Linked DNA regions of Mus musculus: regions 1, 2, 4 and 5 are each linked to region 3. The links are chromatin contacts, called in public ChIA-PET and promoter capture Hi-C maps. All regions are on one chromosome and are shown on one strand. Each heading gives the region's core, a stretch centred on a gene start, on an enhancer-like site or on the middle of the called end of the contact. The rest is flanking DNA. Distances are from core to core; before and after follow the strand shown. Region 1 holds the start of Sumf2 (sulfatase modifying factor 2). Region 2 holds the start of Zbed5 (zinc finger, BED type containing 5). Region 3 holds the start of Tpst1 (protein-tyrosine sulfotransferase 1). Region 4 holds the start of Phkg1 (phosphorylase kinase gamma 1). Region 5 holds the start of Tyw1 (tRNA-yW synthesizing protein 1 homolog (S. cerevisiae)).

The links. ChIA-PET counts read pairs in DNA pulled down with a chosen protein or histone mark. Capture Hi-C pulls out chosen DNA fragments and counts their contacts.
Region 1: an RNA polymerase II ChIA-PET map of memory CD8 T cells shows a contact between it and region 3, with 97 read pairs. The contact joins the promoter of Sumf2 here to the promoter of Tpst1 in region 3. A contact is called at or near these places in 2 of 115 datasets of contacts at active chromatin or transcription factors (memory CD8 T cells and pancreatic cancer cells) and 2 of 9 other capture datasets (adipose tissue and liver).
Region 2: a contact with region 3 is called in a promoter capture Hi-C map of liver. The contact joins the promoter of Zbed5 here to the promoter of Tpst1 in region 3. A contact is called at or near these places in 5 of 39 promoter capture datasets (the C10 cell line, the HPC-7 cell line, liver and 2 more), 1 of 484 Hi-C or Micro-C datasets (embryonic stem cells), 4 of 115 datasets of contacts at active chromatin or transcription factors (bone marrow-derived macrophages, embryonic stem cells, microglia and 1 more) and 2 of 9 other capture datasets (adipose tissue and liver).
Region 4: a promoter capture Hi-C map of liver shows a contact between it and region 3. The contact joins the promoter of Phkg1 here to the promoter of Tpst1 in region 3. A contact is called at or near these places in 2 of 39 promoter capture datasets (the C10 cell line and hematopoietic stem and progenitor cells), 1 of 484 Hi-C or Micro-C datasets (embryonic stem cells), 2 of 115 datasets of contacts at active chromatin or transcription factors (bone marrow-derived macrophages and pancreatic cancer cells) and 2 of 9 other capture datasets (adipose tissue and liver).
Region 5: a contact with region 3 is called in an RNA polymerase II ChIA-PET map of memory CD8 T cells, with 332 read pairs. The contact joins the promoter of Tyw1 here to the promoter of Tpst1 in region 3. A contact is called at or near these places in 14 of 39 promoter capture datasets (the 3T3-L1 cell line, the C10 cell line, the HPC-7 cell line and 10 more), 6 of 484 Hi-C or Micro-C datasets (the G1E-ER4 cell line, the HL-1 cell line, Th1 cells and 1 more), 5 of 115 datasets of contacts at active chromatin or transcription factors (effector CD8 T cells, embryonic stem cells, large pre-B cells and 2 more) and 2 of 9 other capture datasets (adipose tissue and liver).

Annotation. Positions count from the first base shown.
Region 1 is chr5:129,845,390-129,848,726 of GRCm38.p6, reverse strand. It overlaps Sumf2 (sulfatase modifying factor 2), which reads right to left and starts at 1,737. Exons shown (of 9, transcript NM_026445.2): 1 at 1,641-1,737. The coding sequence starts at 1,731. Cct6a (chaperonin containing Tcp1, subunit 6a (zeta)) reads right to left here. Exons shown (of 13, transcript NM_009838.2): 12 at 3,072-3,144; 13 at 2,284-2,979. The coding sequence ends at 2,907.
Region 2 is chr5:129,894,297-129,897,269 of GRCm38.p6, reverse strand. Zbed5 (zinc finger, BED type containing 5) reads right to left here and starts at 1,547. Exons shown (of 4, transcript NM_183088.2): 1 at 1,418-1,547. The coding sequence starts at 1,467.
Region 3 is chr5:130,078,090-130,081,032 of GRCm38.p6, reverse strand. It overlaps Tpst1 (protein-tyrosine sulfotransferase 1), which reads right to left and starts at 1,663. Exons shown (of 6, transcript NM_001130476.2): 1 at 1,372-1,663.
Region 4 is chr5:129,877,833-129,880,796 of GRCm38.p6, reverse strand. Phkg1 (phosphorylase kinase gamma 1) reads left to right here and starts at 1,709. Exons shown (of 10, transcript NM_011079.3): 1 at 1,709-1,866.
Region 5 is chr5:130,255,234-130,258,447 of GRCm38.p6, reverse strand. Tyw1 (tRNA-yW synthesizing protein 1 homolog (S. cerevisiae)) reads right to left here and starts at 1,411. Exons shown (of 16, transcript NM_001015876.2): 1 at 1,255-1,411. The coding sequence starts at 1,258. It overlaps Sbds (SBDS ribosome maturation factor), which reads left to right and starts at 2,918. Exons shown (of 5, transcript NM_023248.2): 1 at 2,918-3,214. The coding sequence starts at 3,111.

The DNA.
Region 1 (3,337 bases), core at 488-2,987, 230 kb after region 3:
TCATTTTAAAATTAGTTGCTTTTTTCCCTTATTTTAGTTTTTGATGACAAGGTCACCCTACTCCCACCCCACTCCAACCCTGGGCTGGCCTGAAAAGAAATCACTATATAGATGGACTAGCCTTGCTTGGCAGTCACAGAGATCTACCTACCTTTGCCTCTCAAGAGATTAAAGGTGTATAAGCAACCAGACCCTGCTTTTCAGGGTCTTATATTTAACCCTCTTCTCATTCTGATACAATTCTACCCATCTCAAGAATAATCCCGAGAGGGCAAAAAAAACCGAGTGAGTAGGGAGATCTCAAATTAAAGGGGAATGAAATATCAAGCTGCAATATAAACTGTAGTTTGATTGTAATTTAACAAACTAACATTTTAAAAAATATTTTTAGGGTTGAGCAGTGGTGGCCCTTTAATCCCAGCACTTGGAAGGTAGAGGCAGGCATTTCTCTGAGTTTGAGCCCTGTCTGGTCTACAGAATGAGTCCAGGACAGCCAAGGATACACAGAGAAACTCTGTCTCTAAAAGCCAAAATTAAATTTTTTTTAAGGACCAGGTTAAATCTTCTGTCCTTTGCCAGTATCTGTACACTCACGGCACACAAACACATACATAAAAAGTGGACACCTCTAAGCCCCAGCATACAGAGGCAGAAACTGATGGATCTTTGTGATTTGAGGCCAGCCTGGTCTACATAGTGAGATTCTGTCACATAACAAACTACAATCTAAGACCATATTTTATGCCTTATAATCCCAATTCTAAAGAAGCTGTCGCTGGAGATCACAAGCTCAAGACAAGCTAGGGCTACACAGTCAAGACCTTTATACCAAAATAAATAAATAAATAATTAAATAAATAAATAACCCACCCTCACCCCCCCCCAAAAAAAAAAACCAAACCCCTAAACAAGGGGCCTCTGCGCCGTAGCTTAGCTGAGAGAGTGCTTGAATCTCTATGAATTTGAGGTTAGCCTGGTCTATGTTCCAGGCCAGACAAGGCGACATAGTTGAGCCTCTGCCTCAAGTATAAAATAAAATAGGATATTAGTATATAAGAGCTCCTGTTGCTCTCGAAGACGCTCCGTTTTCAGTCTCCAGCACCCAAGCAGTGGTTTATAACCATGTTTCTTCTGTTGTAGGGATCCAACCTGACCTCCGCCGGCACCAGACACCCTCGTGGTGCACCTATATACGAGGTTGCAAAACACTCATACACATAAAATATCCTAAGAAAAACTGAATCCAAAAGTAACTAGAGATAAAAGGTGCATTTAAACAACATTTTGAGTATCCGATTACTATGTATGTGACTTAAGCGTATCTTTAACTTTCAAAGCTTTCTACAAATAAAAGCTACGAGTCACACGAGTGCACCAGCTCAAGACATGGAAATGGAGAAAAGGAAAATCAGAATGCCTTACTCCCAACGCCCCAGACAGGGCTGAATACCAGAAGAGACCCTGCTTCAAAAAAAGAAAAAAAAAAAGAAAAAGTGCAGTTTCATGATGGCCAGCCCCAGCAAGTAGCCCGAGACCCTGCAAACCCCCTCCGAGGTTAGGGTAGCATCTAGAGCGCAGGATACAGTCACTTTCAGGTGTTCAAGGATAAGGGTGATATAGGCACAGAGCCACACACTGACCTAGCTGAAGCCTGGGGCAGGACAGGAGCCACAGCAGCAACACCGGAGGGAGCAAGGAACCCATGCTGGGGAACCAGAACTCAGAGCGCATGCGTCTGCTCGGGCGCTTCTTCGCGCCTGCGCACTCGCACTGACTCAGTGACCAATGGCAGGGCGCTCCTTGGGAGCTTGCCTGTCAGGCCCGCCCATGAATGAACACAGGCCCACACCCATCCTACTCTGATTTTATCTGACTGCTTTTGTGTGATGTTAACACCCTTGCAGGTCCAATGTGCTGCAGTCTCAGCTGGCTAGAAGTTGCCCACGGTGCTGGGCACTAACTGCCTGTCTGTGAGAACCAGTAGTACGTAGCTGAGCCAACTCTCCACCCAGATATTTTCCTCTATTCAGTTGAGCTGTTCACTCACTCACTGTGGAATACGGAGCCAGCCCCTCTCCCCAAGTATCACACATAAAATCAAGTACATGAAAACCAAAGAGATAAGCTGTTACAGGTATGATGCAAAACCAAGATAGAAAATAGCCTAAAAAATCTTGTTTCACCCAAACCCTTATTCTTCAACAACCGTCCTTTTGGCTGTTAAATGTGTAACTCTCTCAGCCTCTTGTGTTCCCATGTCTGGAAGTTGGGTGGCAGAGTTCTGACCTTCCAGCCTCCACGGAGTAACTTGGCTTTATTAGCTTTTCTGAAGCATTTTCAGTCATTTCAAGTGTGAATGATCCAGTAGCTTCACTCTTTAAGTATTTATTAGACATTATGAAACCCATAAATTACCCAGATGTGTTTTACACTGGCAAGGATCTTACATGTTTAACAGGGAGTTGGCTGGATAATTTCAAATACATCCACAACAAATTATTCTTTCGACCTGGGGTCTCCTGTAGCCTGAGTTGGCATAGAAATTCCGGACTATTTCCAAAGGGCTAGGCTTACAGGCATGTGTCACCATGCCTTATTTAGGAGAAAACCATTACAAACTTTCAAAGAACACTTACGGAACAAGGGTAGACAACATGCTTATCTTATGTAATTTTTGTATCGGTGTAGCTAAAACATCTTGTTCAGTGGGTTGAAAAAGAGCTGCTTTGAGTGTCTTCAGATACTCAAGGCAAAAATAAAATAAAATTTTACAGTATAATTTGAATAGGTGTCAAATGTCCCGTTTCTTTTCTCCAATCAGGAAGAGAAAATTTTTTTCCAAATCACTTGAAGCTTGGACAAAAATAACCATTCCCCCCAACATCCTGTAGTATCACAGGCAGGCCTCAACCCTTCAGAGAGGACATCCCAGCTCGCATGATCTCGTCGACCAGGAGAATGTTGGTGGCGATCACAGTACTGAAAAGGAGGAAGAGAGGACAGATGAGCTATCAACCCAAACTGCTGTGTCTGCCGCCCGCCCGCGAGCCGCCATGATCGTGTACACTCACCAGGAGTGTAGCAGCTGCTTCTTCACACAGTAGTTATCCCACACACCCATCTCTGCAGCCACCATCGGCTCACCTGCAAATAACCAAGAGCACCAAAGGCTTTTTTCATATATTTTATGAACCCTACCAATTCTAAAACAGAAAACATGGGCCAATTGAGACCATATTTTTTTTTCCTTTTCAAAAGATAAGAATTTTCTATACTACAGCGCAAGACAGCATCCAGGCTGCGGTCCTGTTGCCTCAGTTCTGAAAGGATCACAGGC
Region 2 (2,973 bases), core at 298-2,797, 180 kb after region 3:
TCCTATATCAGTATCAAATAAAATGTCATAGTATTAAAGAAGAAATATCAGACAGGTACTGCCATGGACTCCAGTGGGTCTCAATCTTCCTGATGGTATAATGATCCCTTTATTACAGTTCCTTATGTTGTAGTGACCAAATATAAAATCATTTTCCCTTCTATTTCAAAACTGTAATCTTGCTACTGTTATAAACCATCATGTGGGCTGGCGAGATGGCTCAGCGGTTAAGAGCACTGACTGCTCTTCCGAAGGTCCGGAGTTCAAATCCCAGCAAACACATGGTGGCTCACAACCACCCATAATGAGATCTGACGCCCTCTTCTGGTGTGTCTGAAGACAGCTACAGTGTACTTCCATATAACAATAAATAAATTTAATAAATAAATAAACCATCAGGTAAACATTTTTTGGAGCCGAAGGAGTAGCAACCCACAGGTTTAGACCAAGGGGTCTCCCTAGCCTAGTTAACATCTGAATTAACATTTCAGGCTGGGGGAGGGAGAGGGGGATGCTGGTGCTGAAGTAGAGTGTCCTTGCAACCCACTGCTGACAACCTGAGTTTGAGCCTTAGAAAGATCAACAACCAACTCCCATAAAGTGCCCTGTGACCTTCACACAGGCTCCCAGATGGGACATCTGGAATCTTGATGCTGTCAAGAATTTCCTACTTCGTGTGGACAGGAGATGGCTCAATGGAGCAGCAGTTCTCAACTTGTGGGTCAGGACCCTTTCACAGGGCTCGCCTAAGACCAAACTTACAAAATTACAGTTACAATGTAGCAAAAAAAAAAATTTTTTTTAATGATCAGGGGTCACCACCACAACAACAAAAGGATCGCAGCATTAGGAATGTTGATACCCCTTGTAGTAGCGTAATTACAACTAAGGGTTAGCTATCCTGGACCCAAAAGGTGGAAAGAGAGAATTCTAAAATTCTCGAACCTCCACACACAAATAACGAGTAATTTTCTTTTATCCTTTTTTTCCCCCCTTCTATAAACCTTTAAACTCTGTAATCCCATCCCCAGAGAAGCAGAGTCAGGAAAATCAAGGAAGGCTATCCAGGACTTATGAAGTCCAAAGCTAGCCTGACAGAATCAAAAACACAGTAAGAACAAAACAAAACAAAACAAAAAAACACCCCCAAGAGCTTGACACCTATCACCATTCATTCTTTCCTCACCTCCTCTTAGACTATGCCCTCGACAGCCCTTCCCCCAACCTGTCTAGGGAAAATGTCACATTTCAGAGTCCTCTCCCGGAGTGCACAGAGCGTGTCCCCGTTCTCCGGGAGTCCTCCCCTGGTAGCGGATCCCTTTCGGCTCCCTCCATCTCACCCTCGGCTTCGCAGCTCTTAAGCTACAGAACCTCGTCCTGGCCGCCCGCGCTTTGTCCCCAGTCCCGAGGGTCTCACCCGGCCAGAAGGGTCACGCGGGAAGTGCGGATTCGGCTTCCACGTGGCATCCTCGGTGTCTGCACCTTAAGCGTCCAGACACAACAAACTCGGGAACGCCCACGGGCGTCCAGCAAGGAGGGAGGAAGGTGGGAGGTGGAACCTCCGCACGTAGCCAATTAGAGCCCAGGAGAAGCACGATCGCTGAAAGTTATTGGACGAACCAGACATCAGTAACTGGCAATGCGGTGCCACTGCGTACCACGCCGGGAAGTTGCTTGGCGACGAGGCGCTGTAGCTAATGGGAAGTTCCTGAGGTTGCTCTCTCAAATCTTGTCCTTCGGTTCTGAGATGTATGGTTAGTTTTTTTCTTTCGATGGACCACTGGATTCCTCCACTGCCAGGCTGCCCTTTGATTTTGAGACCCTTCTGCCTCAGCATCTCAAGTGAACTGGCATCTCAAGTGAATTACCCGCATGTGCTGCCACGCCCACTGTGTTAACACGTGTTAAACCTGAAAATTGAGTGGATGAAGACTAAACTCTATTGTCTAATCAAAAGCAAGCTTTATTTTAGAGGTGCATCCAGCATCAGGACTGGATATCCGGCTGTTTTATCCTAAGTTGGGATTTTAGAGAACAGGCCCTTACTGGCCTTTTGGGATTCCTTTTATGGCGGAGCGATAAAAGATTAATAGAAAACAGATGTAAGCATGTTTACAGGGCCTAGAGTATTGACTGTTAGAGATTGTTAGAAAAATACAATGAAACAGGAAGACAAGGATATATATCATATAAATGAGGTCTTTCCCCCCCCCCCCCCAGATTACATCAGATTTAGGAAGCAAACTTAGATAGAACCCTAGTTTCGTAAGTATAGGGGCTTAACACACTGGGTTCCTTAATTTGCAAGGTATGGGTACTTAATACAATGTGGTCCTTAATTTCGAAGGTATATGGGTTTGACACATTGCACCCTTTGATTTATGGTCTCATAGTCTCATCTTGGCCTGATTAACTCTTTCAAATCTTTGACAAGAGAGCAAGCATTGCTTGATGTTGTAGTCGGGGGAACAGGATTCTGGTATTGAGTATCTGGAGGGTGATTAGGTTAATATTGCACCAAAAACACAGAGCGCAAGTATTATGATTGATAGTAGAACCATCAGGGGGCCAATGAAGGGTGAGAAACATCTTAGCCAGGAGGGCCAATCAACATGTGCCTTGGAGATATTATTTCTCAATGTAAGTTATCGATTAGGTTATCGATGGTGTTAGAGAAATCTGATATGTTAACACATTTCAGGGAACTGTTGACATCCAAGATTATGTGTGATCAACTGAAAGACTACGGTAGCTCTATTTTGTAGGATTGTCATTCTTAACTCTCTAATTTCTCGGTTAATTTCTGTCAATATCTTTGTTGTATAGTGTTTGGCTAGTGAGCCAGCTATTTTAGAAATCTCCCTTTTCATCCCCACAACCAATGAGGGGCAGGTTGTGACTGCTGCTGAGGCGGGGTCTAGCAGATATGGGGAGCCTCCACAGGTAGAGCTCCCTGATCTCTTAATCCTATTA
Region 3 (2,943 bases), core at 414-2,913:
ACCTTCCATGTGCTAGACCTACTGTGTGGGGACCATCAATAAGTCCTTACCCATTATGGGAACAGCTAACCTAAGGACAAACTATGATGCTTATTTGTAGACATATCTCACATATTTATTACGGTCTGAGTGTCTGATGCTGTGGTTCCTGTGGAGGTCAGAAGACAACTTGCAGAAACCAGTTCTCTCCTTCTACCATGTTCTGGGTTTGCAGGCTCTAACTCAGGTAGTCAGGTTTGGCAGCACAAGCCTTTACCCCTGGGCTATCTGCTTGTCTCCAGCGCTGTTTAAAGCACGGCACTCAATTTGCATAGTGGTCCATACTTGTCATCCCAACAACTGGGAGGCTGAGGCAGAACTGCTTTGAGTTCAAGACTATAGTCAGCGCTGGCCAGTCTAGAACGAGTTTGTGGCCCTGACTCATGTGAGAGTGCGGGGTGGCTGGAGTCCAGCGCTCAGGGATTTAGAGCACTTGCTGCTCTTGCAGAGGACTGGAGTTCAATTGCCAGTACCCACGCGGTGACTCCCACCCACCTCTAACTCCAGCTCCCAGGTACCCAGCGCCCTCTTCTGGCCTCCTCAGGCACTTAAGCGCACGCATCGTGCACATACATACATGCATGCATTATATATATATATATTAATAGTAATAATTATAATTATGGAACTGGCATAAGGAGCATGGTAAATGTCCCAAGTGTCAAGTGTCAAGAGAGGACGAAAAGGAAAAGGTGGCGGCTGATTAAAGCCAGAGGAGGTGAACAGGATATAAAAGGGTCTCCAAATTAAAAGGGTATGCACCATTCCATGAAGGGAGTCAGCAACTGACATGGAAAAAGGGACTCACGGTGGCCCACGCCTGTCATCCCTTGTTGAGACGAGACGACCACCACCAGCCTGATCTACATGATGAACCTGAGGCCAACCTGGGCTAGATGGTGATTCTGAGGTCAGCCTGGGATACAAAGTTAAGTTTGAGGCCAGCTTAGGCTATACACAGGGAGTTCGAAGACGATGTGGGCTACAGGCTAAATCGAGTTCAAAGCCAGCAAGGGTTACTCTGAATTCATAGCCAGCCTGGGGTAAACAGTGAGATGTCTCATGGGGATGGGGGTGGGGGAATCCTCAAAAAAACGGGATGACGGTCTCCATCAAGGCTAGGGATATCACAGTGAGCGTGCGTGCGCAGGTGAGTCGGGATCCGGTGAGTGGAGAGCCGAATGCCTGCTGGGCAGACATGGCAGTAGCGACCGGGACTGCTAGGCGAAAGGAGCGGGAGGCGCCGGGCGGCCCGGGGGATGGGGGAAGGGGCAGGCGGGATGAAGGATGGAGGCGTCCCGGGCTCGGCGCCCGGAGAGCGGCGCCGCTTACCTACGATGGCGGAGGCGCAGCCGTGCCGTCGCTCCGGCATCTTGGGCTTCGGCCGCTTCTCCGGCCGCCCTAGTTGGTGGCCATAGCGCCCGCCCCGGGAGCGCGTCCTCACCGCCAGGCGACGGCCCTGCCCGGCCCCGCCGAGAAGCGCACCCGCGGCCGCCTCAGCAGCGACTGGCCGCGGTCGCCGCCTCAGCTCCTGCCTCCCGCCGCCGCGTGGCCGCGGGATCTCACGCACGCCGCCATAGGCTACCCGCAGCCGGGCCGCGCGATGTGTCCGCCTCTCTGATTTGTCGGTTCCGGGGGGAGGCGGGGCTTGAGAGAGAGCCCGCGGGGCAGCCAGGAGCTGCGGGGTGGGGTCTGACATCCGGGGCCAGCGTTTGTCGAACTCGCAAAAAGGGCTTATACCCTGCTGCTGCCTACACGGGCAGTTTGTGGCTGGAGTAACAGAGCCGGTGGCCTAACTGGAGGGGAGCCAGGACTTGTTCCGGGACCCTCACATGTCCAAGAAGACCTTCATCCCTGAAACAGGGCAGGGACAAACAAAAAATAGTGTTCCTAAAAAGTCCCCTGCACTGCCTGGCCATTGCTTGACGCAGCTGTCAAGCACACAAGTCAATTTGCACAGTATTCCGTACCACAGAAAAGTATTAGTGAGGGCTGAGGATGGAGCTCAGTCGGGAGAGTAGGCGTGAAGCCTTGGGTTCCATCCCCAGCATCAACTGGATATGGTGGTACATAGCTCGAATCCCAATACTGAGGTCATACAAGGCAAGAGGATCAGAACTTCAAGGCCGTCCTTGGCTACAAGGGGGAGTTTAAGGACACTCTGGACAGCATGAGTCCCTGTCTGAAAATAAAGATGTATAAATGAAAGAAGGTGCGATGACTTAACCACTATAATATCTCAGAGGGCTGTGGCAGGAGGATTGCCAGGAGTTTGAAACCATTCTAGGTTGCTTCGTGAGTTCCAGGCCAAAATGTATTACAGGACAAAATCCTTTCTCAACCTCCCTTTGCACCCTGCCCTGAAGCCAGGCAAGGTGATTCATAGCTATTATCCTGAGACTCGAGAGGCCAAGGCAGGACAGAATTCAAGAGCTATCTGGGCTGCAGAGCAACATCCTGTCTCGGAGTTTAAATTTTTTAAAAAAGAAAGGTTGGGGATGGAACTCAGCTGCTAGAATGCCTGACCCAGAGCGTCACTTAGCACCATAGAAGCCAGAAAGAGTGACACGTGCTTATTAACCCAGCACAAGCCAGTCTCTGGCATGAGCACCTGGAATTGAAGTTGAGCCTCAGCTTCACGGTGGGTGAATCTGGGGCCCGTCTGTGCTGCAGGAAGTTCTATTGCAGAGGAAAGAAAAAAAAAGAAGGAAGTGGGGAGCATGCTCACAATCTCAGGACTTAGGAGGGGGAGCCAGGAGGTCAGCAGTTCAGGGTCACTCTTGTCTATGTACTGAGTTTGAGGCAAGTCTGAGTTACACATACATACATACATACATACATACATACATACATACACACAGGCATACATAAGTAGAACCATTCCACGAGAGAAGGGAGAACTAC
Region 4 (2,964 bases), core at 460-2,959, 200 kb after region 3:
AACAAACCAAGTAGCTAAGTAAGTGGTAAGCAGGTAGACATTACTGAGACCTCCGATGGCCACGTGACACTGCGTGTCTGCATGGAGGCAGCGTACGCAAGCCGTTGGGTCTCCCTATATAGTCCAGATCTGTGTAAATGGCCTATCCTGCCTCAGCCTCCCAAGTGCTGGGATTAGAGGCTTGTGCCACCATACCCAGTTAAAAACCATCCTGTAGCCAGGCGTGGTAGTGCACACTTAATCACAGCTCTGGGATCACAGCCGGTGGATCCCTGAGAGTCTGAGGCTGGCCGGGTCTACAGGGTGAGCTCCAGGACAGCTGGGGCTACACAGAGAACCCTGTCCCACACAAAAACCAGCCAAACATCAACAACAAAAACATGGAGTTCAATTCCCAGCAACTACATGGTGGCTCACAAACCATCTGTAATGGCATCCGATGCCCTCCTCTGGTATGTCTAAAGACAGCTACAGTGTACTCACATACATAAAATAAAAAACTTAAAAAAAAAAAGTCATGCTTGGTGTTGCACCCTATAGTGCCAACACACAAGCAGAAGCAGGAGTGCAAGTGTGGAGGCCTCTTGGTCTGCACGGTTTCTGGGTCGTCAGAGTTGTGTAATAAGAGTCTTGTCTTCACTGGGCAATGGTAGCACACGAGTTTAATCCCAGCACTTGGGAGGCAGAGGAGGCAGGCAAATTTCTGAGTTCAAGGCCACCCTGGTCTACAGAGTGAATTCCAATACAGCCAGGACTATACAGAGAAACCCTATCTCCAAATAAAAGACTCTTGTCTTCAAAAAATAACAATGTATTCCTTTCAAAGCTGGTGTTGCCAGGCTGGAGAGATGCATGGCTCATGTGAAGAGCACTTGCTACTCTTTCAGAGGACCTGAGTTCAGTTTTCCATACTCATAGTGGCTATAATGGTCTGTAACTCCAGTTCTGGGGGGGGGGGTCTAATGCCCTCGCTGATGTCTGAGCATATAAGACATTCCTGTATTACAGATACATACTGCCAGCAAAAGACTCATACACATAAAATCGCAAAAAAAACAGGGCTAGAGAACCTGGCTCATTCCTTAAGATCATAAACTGCTTTTCCAGAATTCGATCTCCAGCACCCATGTAGCAAACAACCAGCTATAATTCCAGCTGCAGAAAAACCCAACACCTGGCTTGGGCAGGCACTAATACTCATATCCACATACAGATAGATATGCTGTGATGGTTTGTATATGCTTGGTCTGGGGAGTGGCACTATTAGGAGGTGTGGGAGGGGAGAGGGGGTAGAGAAAAAAAAGTTGCCTTGATCATGGTGTCTGTTCACAGCAGTAAAGCCCTAACTAAGAAATACACACTCATACACATAATTAAAAGTTTGCTTGTTTGTCTTTGGTTTCTCCAGACCAGGTTTCTATGTCTAACTCTGGCTGTTGTGGAAATCACTCAAACTCAAAAGATCTACCTGCCTCTGCCTCCTAAGTGTTCTCCAACACATTGGCTCAGCAAAAGCCAATATTTAAAAAAAACCAAAAGGCTTTGTCTCCTCTGAGCCATTTGCTTTATCCCTGCCACATGTGCTTTCCCCAGGCTCCGCCAGGTGTCACCCCTGATGTAGTTCTGCCCCAGGCCTAGCCCTGCTGGACCTTGGCCTGCATCCCAGGTTTGCAGTTGTGATTTATTTTTGGCAGGCCAGCCTTCCATCACCAAGTACCAAAGTTCCGCAAGAGGAGCAAGACAGCAACTCCAATAAGTGTCTGCTCAGGACACAGCTTCAGCCCTTTGTGGTCTGCTGTCTCCCAAGGGCTCCAGGACCTTTGGAATTCTTGTCACTTCCATTCAAGGGCCTACAAGGACCTCACGGTGAGTAGCCAGGCAGTAGATGGGAGCAATGGGGTTGTGAGGCAAAGACAGGAACCCCTTCCAGGTCTGTTTGACCCATTTCCCCTTAATCCTGGGAGAGCACGGATTCTCAGAGCACCTGTCAGGCAGTTACCTACAGATCATGGATCGGTTGTGTTCTCTGATTAGCTTTCTGGGATATCAAATTCCAAAACATTAGACTATCTATTCTCATTTAGAACACCTCCACACCCCTAGGGAGTCTTGGAACAAGTGTCAGGGGATAATGAAACAGTAAATCCAGATCCATGGTTGGCTCAAGTCAGGCCTTAAGAACAGGGAGATGGACACACGTATATTATCAGAAAGGGTAAACACAGCCAGAATTTGACCAGCCTGGCTCAGGCTGGCATCCTGGTGTGAGCCAAGAATTGCTCTGAACTCAATCACGCAAGGGATCTGCTGTGCCTAGATAATAAGTGAGGGGCATTACATGCCCATCTTGGGCCTTTAGAATGGCCTTTCAGCAAACAGGCTTGTTTTTCAAGGCATACTAACACCTTCAGGCTCTGTTGGCTGTTGATAGGGTCAGCACACAGGCCTGTTTCCTGCTATTGGCAAAGGAGACAGTTGTTATTCTAAACCTTCTTCTGGTAACCAGGCACCCAGTCGCTGGACACCAGGCTTCCTGCAAAGGCCAGCTTGAGGCAGCCAGCACTGCCGCTTGGCTGGTCAGCAAATTGGGCCCCTTGGGAGACCAAGCTTTCTTGGAAGTGGACATGAAGCATGTACCCTTTGCCTGCTTGCCTCTTCCTATTGCTGGGTGATTTTTCTGCCTTTCTCAAACCCTGGGTCTGGAGCAGGAATTCAGTTTCCTGGTAGGAGCCTCTATGTCCCTGGAACAAGATAGGCCAGCTTAGCTTCTCCACATCCAAGATTGAGCACCCTGACTCAGGGCTGTGGGGGATGTGGTGCGGTGGCGGTGGGGGTGGGGCATAGCTCAGCTCAGTCAGTGGCAGAGTGCTTGCCTAGCATACTCAACACCCTGGGTTTTATCCCTAGCACCTAAAGATAAAAATAAGACGGGCTGGAGAGATGGCTCGGTGGTTAAGAACACTG
Region 5 (3,214 bases), core at 162-2,661, 180 kb before region 3:
GGTGCCACCATTAAAAAGGGTTTATTTGTATTACTTCCAGTTACATGGAGGCGTGATGAACCTTGGAGGCCAGAGGTGAAGCCCAGTCCTCCTGAAAAGTAGCAAGTGTTTTTAACCACAAATCAACTTCACCAGCGCAAGCTTGACTTGTGTTCAACCAGAGCCTTAAACACAGAAGGTGAAGATTTTTTTCACAGGACTTGAAATCTAAAATTTATTGGGGTTTTTTTGTTGTTGTTGTTTTGTTGGTTTTTGGTTTTTTGTTTGGTTTTTGGTTTTTTTGGGTTTTTTTTTTTGGTTTTGGTTTTGTTTTGTTTTTTTTTTTTGTTTTGTTTTGTTTTGTTTGGTTTGGTTTGGTTTTTCGAGACAGGGTTTCTCTGTGTAGACCAGGCTGGCCTTGTCAGAAGTCCGCCTGCCTCTGCCTCCCAAGTGCTGGGATTAAAGGCGTGCACCACCACAGCCCGGTGAAATTTATTGTTTACAGGTGCTGTTTAATAGACCCAGAAGTCCCAAAACATGGATAAGGAGCTACCACCATCAGACGCCCCTGAGGTTAGACCAACTTCCATCGAAACGTGGTCCTTAGGCTCAGAAAGGGAAAAACCTAGTTAAGAGCTCCCAGGAGCGACAGCCTCCTGCTAATATGTGCGTTCAGTTAGGCTGAGGTGGGAGGAACACCGTTAATTTTTTTTAATTATTTATTTAATGTATATGAGTACACTGTAGCTGTCTTCAGACACATCAGAAGAGGGCATCAGATCTCAATACAGATGGCTGTGAGCCACAATGTGGTTGCTGGGAATTGAACTCAGGACCTCTGGAAGAGCAGACAGTGCTCTCAATCGCCGAGCCATCTCTCCAGCCCCCGTTATTTTTTAAAACTAACCCGGGCTACATCCGAGTTCCAGGCCAGCTTAGACTACAGAGCAATTTCCTAATCCCCCTGGGTAGTGAGTTCCAGGTGAGCCTCGGCTATCCACTGAATGCCGAACTAGTTGCTATACAAGCTGAGATCCACACAGGGGCTACACAGTGAGTCCCAAATTTTCCTGAGCTTACACTGTGAGTTCTGAGTTAACTTGGGATACATAAAACGGCCCTTTTAAAAGGAAAACAGAAATAAAAGGAAAGAAGAAAAAATAAGATACAGTAAAAACAAACAGTAACACATCAAGTGTAGCAACCTAAGGCCCTCGGTGGAGGGGGAATCTGTTGCCTTCTGCCCGCCCGAGACCCTGGCCAGCCCAGACTCACCCATCCTCCGCGGGGCCCGAGCTACGCAAGTCAACCGGCAAACGCAAAGAGAGAGGGACAGCGAACAGGAGGATTGAGTTTACAGGGACAGGGAAGCCATGCATGCAGTCGGCAGACCTGCCCGCGTTGGCTGCAGGGGACAGAGGCGGGCCCAGAAGGAAAAAAAAAAAAAAAAAAAGGAGCTAGCGGAAGCTCTAACTTCCTCTCTGATAGGCTCAAATAGAAAAGAGGCGGGACCAGAGAGAAGCCATCACTTCTAAACCTGGGAAAGATGCTAGAGCACTTCCTGTACTTCTCGGATTGGCTCAGAGTGGAAAGGGGCGGGCCTGTGGGAAACGCGGTCCAGAGCGGGAGATGCAAAAGCAAGCGAGCTTCCTGCTCCACTGTTATTTCTCGCTTCGGCTCAGAAGGGGAAAGGGCAGGACAGAGGGCAGTACTATCAAGAAATAAATGACAACCTGGCATGCTGCTGACTGACCATTAATCCTAGCACTCCAGAGGCACAGGCAGACGGATCTCTGGGAGTTCCTAGTTAATGGACAGCTTGTTCCGCCGCGTAGTGAGCTCCAGGACTACGTATGCCAGGGCTATAAAGAGACCTTGCCTCAATCAATCAGTCAATAAATGGAAAAAAGGAATTCAGCTTGATGACACAGACCTGTATTTCAGCGCTCTTGAGGCTGAAACAAAATGATCACGAGATTCAGGATAGCTACTATTTGGAGAAAGAGTCTCACTGTGTAGCTCTGGATGGCCTGTAACTCGCCTATATAAAACAAAATGGCTTCGAATTTACAACGCAATTAGCCTGCCTCTGACTCCCATGTGCATAGGTGACTAAGCCAAGAGAGTTTTTATTTACTTCTTTTAAAAGTTATAGCCGGGCGTGGTGGCGCACGATTTTAATCCCAGCACTCGAGAGGCAGAGGCAGGCGGATTTCTGAGTTCGAGGCCAGCCTGGTCTACAGAGTGAGTCCCAGAACAGCCAGGGCTACACAGAGAAACCCTGTCTCAAAAAAAAAAAAAAAAAGATATATATATGTGTGTGTGTATATATGTGTGTACATATACACACATATATGTGTGTATATATATCACTGACTGCTCTTCCAAAGGTCCTGAGTTCAATTCCCAGGACCACATGGTAGCTCACAACCATCTGTAATAGGATCTGATGCCCTCTTCTGGTGCGTTTGAAGACAGCTACCGTGTATTCATATACATAAAATAAATAAATAAATCTTTTAAAAAGTAAATCTTAAAAAAAAAAAAATAGGGCTGGCGAGATGGCTCAGTGGTTAAGAGCGCCGACTGCTCTTCCTAAGGTCCCGAGTTCAAATCCCAACAACCACATGGTGGCTCACAACCATCCGTAACGAAATCTGATGCCTTTTCTGGAGTATCTGAGGACAGCTACAGTGTACTTACATATAATAAATAAATCAAAAAAAATTTTTTTTTAAATTTAAAATGAGCGCAGCCTCTGAACTCTGCAGAACTATTCAACCAAAATATCATGTTTCCACCCAGATAATAAACATTACTCACCCATAATAGGTAGGCGTAACTGGCGCCTGTAAATGACGTCATCACAGAACGACCCGCCTTCCTTTGAGGGTGGAACTAGAGGGCGTAAAAAGTCACGGCGCGCAGGCGTGGTTGCTTTCTTATCGGCTGCCTGGCTAGTGCGCCACTTGACGCATGTGCAGTAGGGCAATCGGGCGTGCGGTAGCTTCTTCCCTGGTAGGTTCCGGAAGAGCCGCGCACTCCTTGGGCGTTAAGGGTTCGCGCGCCGCAGGGTCGTTTCAGCCGAGCACTTGGCGTCCCCTCGAGCTCGAGATCTGTGAACAGCCACCATGTCGATCTTCACCCCCACCAACCAGATCCGACTGACCAATGTGGCCGTGGTGCGGATGAAGCGGGGAGGGAAGCGCTTCGAAATCGCCTGCTATAAAAACAA